Regions from separate parts of the Mus musculus genome. Here region 2 is linked to region 1. Evidence: chromatin contacts called from public HiChIP or PLAC-seq data. All regions are on one chromosome and are shown on one strand. The core of a region is the stretch at or near the end of the contact, and the rest is flanking DNA. Distances in the headings are between cores, read along the strand shown. Region 1 holds the start of Zfp157 (zinc finger protein 157). Region 2 has its middle 60 kb from the start of Fam20c.

What was found. HiChIP or PLAC-seq counts read pairs in DNA pulled down with a chosen protein or histone mark.
Region 2: an H3K27ac HiChIP or PLAC-seq map of embryonic stem cells shows a contact between it and region 1, with 4 times the contacts expected there. The contact joins the enhancer-like site here to the promoter of Zfp157 in region 1. A contact is called at or near these places in 1 of 484 Hi-C or Micro-C datasets (nephron progenitors), 3 of 115 datasets of contacts at active chromatin or transcription factors (acute myeloid leukemia, bone marrow-derived macrophages and embryonic stem cells) and 3 of 9 other capture datasets (adipose tissue, liver and pancreatic islet).

The regions. Positions count from the first base shown.
Region 1 is chr5:138,440,059-138,442,758 of GRCm38.p6, forward strand. It overlaps Zfp157 (zinc finger protein 157), which reads left to right and starts at 1,418. Exons shown (of 5, transcript NM_028130.3): 1 at 1,418-1,571. The coding sequence starts at 1,569.
Region 2 is chr5:138,693,502-138,696,201 of GRCm38.p6, forward strand. No RefSeq gene overlaps it. Among named protein-coding and RNA genes, the nearest start is that of Fam20c, 60 kb to the right of the region's middle. Within about 2 kb of position 1,435, at least 98 of the 459 cell types and tissues checked have an H3K27ac peak or open chromatin away from gene starts, as enhancers often do. A contact at or near this core is called in acute myeloid leukemia, bone marrow-derived macrophages, embryonic stem cells and 1 more, where this site is marked.

The DNA.
Region 1 (2,700 bases), core at 168-2,667:
AGGGAGTGACACAACTTAGAAGAATTAGGAGGTGTGACCTTGTTGGGGGTAGATGTACCCTTGCTGGAAGAAGTGTGCCACTAGCAATGAGCTTTGAGATTTCAGAGCCCAAGACAGACCCAGTGTCTCTCTCCCTGCTGTCTGCAGATCTGGATGTAGAACTCTCAGCTACTTCTCCAGCACATTTCTGTCTGTGTGCCACCATGCTCCTTACCTTGAGAGTCATAGACTAAATGGCCGAAACTGTAAGCAAGCCCCCGTTAAATGCTTTCTTTTTTAAAAGCCATTGCCTTGGTTATGGTGTCTCTTCACAGCAAAAGAACACTGACTGAGATAATATACCAAGCTATGCTTGAATGAATCTGATTTTTTTTTTTTGTTCTGTTGCTTTTGTTCAATCTGGGGAGAATAGAAGTTTGTTCAAAAATAATTAGTAAGGAATTTAAGAAACCACTACGAAGTAATCCTTGACAGCTATTGTCTTGGGGGACTGGAGTCATACTGAATTACTCTGGAAAGCATTTTAACCGTATTAATGCCTGGGTTCTAGATCCTGGACTCTGATTTCACTGGTTCTTTATTCCACTGGAAACCTTTGCTATGATGTCAGAAGTTACAATCACAAGTTCTATGGTTTGTGATGCCTGAACTATGCATGATATCCATGTATGCTGTGAGGCTTTGCCTAGCTAAAATCAAAGAACAAATTCAAGACATGATCCCTTGTTCGGCTACATTGTTACAAGAGAAAATGTATTCCTTGCATACACATCTGTATGAATGTCCCTAGCTTTCTTGGGAAGGTGACCTAATAACAGAGATTTGATTATTGTTTATGTTGGAAATAGAAAAAAAAAAAAAAGAAAGAAAGAAAGAAAGAAAGAAAGAAAGAAAGAAAGAAAGAAAGAAAGAAAGAAACCAGTAGGCCTCTGTTTGTGCTGGGATTAAAGACCAAGGAATGGAAATATTTTGCATGTATGTGGGATGCATTATACATGTTTTCAAATATTTCTTAAGGTAAACAATGAAAAGCATCCATAGCAGCATTGGTTTCCTAAATGGTAGTTTTTAAAATCAAATCCAAATGTTTGTTTTGATTGTTTTAAGTGAATACTTAAATTTGTTCTTGGAATACATAGGGCACGAACAATGTATATAGATTTATATACAATTCACACATTTTCAGATACTTTATTTACAAGGTTAAGTGAAAACAAAAAGGAAGGAGGTTCTGTCACAGGAAGCCCTGCCTTAATTTACCCATGAAAGCAAGGCCTTGTCAATTCTGGCTTCATCCACCCCTGGGTTGAAGCGTGAACTGTCACTCAGGGTGGACCTGAAGCGCTACCCTATCAGACACAATAGACTGAAGGCTACCCAATCAGACACACGGTCGGAAGGGAGGAGGCGGGCCTTGCGTACGTTGTTGCTGACCCCGCCATCTTGGCATCTGTGGCCGCTTTCTTCTCCCAGCTCTGTGTTCTGGATTGCACCTAGTGTCTGTCGCCGTGTGACTCGCTGGTACCTGGACACCCAGCGCGAGGCGGGGCGCTCACCTGAGTCCCGAAATGGTGCGTTTACCCACGACAAGGCCCCTAGCCCCGCGTCCCGCATCGGGGTCGCTTGTGCCCCTGCTGCCTGCGCTGTGGCCAGGCTGAGCTGGCTGCTGCAGCTCGGGGGTCTTGTCGCGTCCGCGTGATTCCCATGACCAGGGCTGCTATGGATGCCTCCTAGGTGGGGACACCGGGACTGCGGGACTTATGACTGCCCAAGCGCGGCCGGGAGTTTGTCGGCCGCCTCCAGATCTGGTAGGACTTTGACCAGCATGGGGGATTGCTGCCTTCTTGGTCTCTGGGCCCTCAAGGCCATCGGCCTCCCCAGGATTTTTCTGCAGCCGGCGCCCCGCCCCGTCTCTTCATCTTGCATCTCCACGTTTGTCCCTGGCTTCTCAAGTCACAATCTTGTGATGTTTCTATCTCAGAACCTCTATGGAAGCCCGTGAGCATGACCTTCCCCGCCCACTTCCTCACCTCTCAACCCATCTCAGCCCATCACGTTTTGTTCATGAGCCCGGTCCTTCAAGTCCCGGGAGTCCCTGAGTGACCCGGAGTAGGTACTTCTTCTCCTCTCTGCTGTTTCCTTCACTCTCCCTCTGTCTTCTGCCTCTGGCTCTCTATTTCTAGGGATGGAGTCTAGGAATTCATTTATGCAAGGTAGTGCTCTGCCCTAAGCCAGTTAGTTACTTGTCCTTTTTTTTTTCCTTTCACGATTTTAGCATTTATATATTAATGGTACACCGTAGTGACTTTCATTTCATTACATCTTATATCTATGTGTAATGTTGTATTTTCTTCTACCTAACCTCTGTTATCCTCCCGGTCCTTTTCCTACTCCCTCAGATTCTCTTCCTCTTTTCCAGTACTTCCCCTTAGTATTAGTTTTTTTTTTTTTTTTAAATGACCCCCCCGACTTCTACATAGGAAGAAGGTTAGTTACAGGAGCATGGGCCCCACCATTGTCTATACTACTATACTACGGAATAAAGAGGCTCTCCTGAGCCTCTCCCTATGCAACCATTAACTGCCTATACATCCTCAAGGAGAAATGGGGCCTTGTGAGCCTCTTCCTGTTCTTCACAATTTCACTTCATTTACAGATTTTTATTTATGTGTTTTTTAGCTTCCTAATTTTTTTACAGTT
Region 2 (2,700 bases), core at 185-2,684, 250 kb after region 1:
GGGGGAATGGCCTTTGGCATCTCTACTCTCTAGTTCTGCCCTGTGTGGAATTCCTGTCCCCCCCTGGCTGCCTTTGAATCAAGATGTAGAATTCTTGGCTCCTCCAGCACCAGGTCTGCCTGGATGTTGCCATGCTTCCCACCATGATGATAATGAACTAAACTTCTGAAACTGTAAGCCAGCCCCAATTAAATGTTTTCCTTTATAAAACTTGCCTTGGCTATGGTGTCTCTTCACAGCATTGGAAACCCTAAGACAGTCTTTATGTTATTTTCCAATCAAAGCTATTTGGGAGTCAGTAAGAGGAAAGTGATTTCTGCACAACGTCTCAATTCCACATCATTGATTGAATCAATCTCTACTAATTGCCGTCAATACTCTCATCAACTGGAGGAGCCCGTGAGACTACTGTGGCCTGTGTTTTTTCACTGATGTCACTGATGAGTCTCACAGTGGTATCTCTGTCACATGACAGCCTCATGCTATGTTCATGTCTGAGAAGGGACAACTCCCCTTGTTATTCTCCAAAACAGCTTGTGTGGCCCGTTGAACCTTTAAACCCTGACAGAGCTCACCCACTCCCTGCTGCATCTCCACCTAGTCTGGGGACATCATTCTTTCCTCTGGAGGGTGTGAGGGTGTGACTGTCTCCAAACAAAGGCTCAGCTTTTCCTTCAGGGAGGTGGGGGGGAGGGAGTTCATTCCTGGGCTGTTGCTAGATCTAGGCTTGCATTAGTCTCTGTCTCAATGGCATGTGAAAGACACAAAAATCCTACCCAGTGTTAGCCAAGAAAGTAACAGCTCTGCCAGGCAAAGGCAACAGCTGCTTGGACTCCTGGGCTGTCTGTCACAGAAGACTATGTACTCAGGGCCTTAGCTGCCTTCCAGTGTGGATTGAACTGTGTAGATTCCATAACGTGGCAGGCACTCTCCTTCTGCCACCTGACCATGTGGCCTTGTTGGAGGGTCATGGTCACTTCCAACCACAACCAACCTCCCTTCTGCCCCTCTTTACCCTGCAAGTCCTGGGATCCTGGACAAGCATGGATTTCAAGACTGAACTGGTCCAGGAGAGACACACCCAGACAGTGTCCCCAGGTGACCTGGTGCCTCTGTGGAGCAGGCAGGAAGTGTTGTTCCCTAGCCACCCAGCCACCCACGGCCATCTGCTCGGCTCCCTGGAAACACCCCTGTGGTCTCCGTGATTACTCAGCAGTTTTGAGCTTCCTGTGTGGTGGGCCTGGTTTGTGTCTCTTTTTGCTCTGTTTGTTTGCTTTTTTATGTGTGTTTCAAAATTTCAAATGGTGCAGTGAAAAGGAATAGGAGGGATGGGCAGAACTCAGAATTATTGGCCAGTAAAGTGACTATCCACTAAGGCTAGGGATTTTCCCCCAGACTTCCTGTGGTGAAATTAACCCCCAGCTGTGAGACACAACTCTCTGGGAGCCAACTTAATCCCATTTTAGTGGTTAGAGGTGGGGCCTTGAGAGTAGAGTAGGATTTGATGTTGTCATTGGGAGGAGCCTCAGGCATGAATCCTCCTAGCTTTATAGGAACCTAGAGAGACAGAAGGAGTGCATATTCGTGTATGCACACACATATCCACACAGGGTGTTTTGCACCATTTGACCATGTGCACCATCTTGGGACTCCATATTGACACCAGAAAATGCTACTCTTAATCTTGTAACAAAGCCAGGACGAAAATAAACCTACTTATTGACCCATTCATTCATTCACTCATCCACTTGTTTTTGAGACAGGGTCTCTTGTAATTCAGACGATCCTCTGACTCCATATATATGGAAGGATGACCTTGAACTGCTGATTTTCCTGTACCCACTTCCTGAATGTTGGCAGTAACCACACTCGATTTGTCTTCTGCTGAAGATGCAAGCCAGGGTTCTGTGTATGTTAGGCAAGCACCCAACCAACTGACCTACATCCCCAGCCTAGTAAACCTGCCTTCATTCAAACCTATTCAATCTGTGGACAACAGAAATGGGACCCATGCCCCTTCTTCAGCTGGCCATTTGCAGGGATCCTTAAGAAAAACTGAGCTGCCACCTGTGTCTCTGACCCATAACTTAGACCAAAACCTGGAACTGATTCTCTTCTTTGGAGGCCATTCCAGTTCTCCATAGTAGAACTGGATACCCATTATGAGTCTGCCTCGAACTGCCATCACTCTCTCATCTCTGGGGATGAACATTGCTCAGTTGCCCCTTGCCTCTGGCTTCACCTTACTAGCTATAAAGGGACCAACTTCTCCTGGCCTAAGCAACACAGTCTCGGGGCATTCCTGGGCCCCAGGGATGCTGCTTCATTTTTAGAGAGATCTCACTTACCTCAACTAACTCAATCTAGAAACTTCTTCATAAACATACCCAGAGGTTTTTCTTCAAGGTGATTCTAGATCCCGTCTAACTGGCATTCAATAGTATAGTATACTGGTCAAGGAGATATATATATATATATACATATATATATACATATATATATGAATGAAGTAAGTGAGTTTATTGAGGTAGCTTGCGGTCTGTGGGCCACCTAGTCCAACAATGATAGTCTACTAAGGGAAAGTCTAAGAGCCCTCCTGTACTTGTTCAGTCCATGAGGCTAGATTTCTCAGCTGGTCACCAGAATCCTGGAGAAATAGGCTCTAACGCCAGCGAAGGGATGGACTTTCCAGCAAGAGCG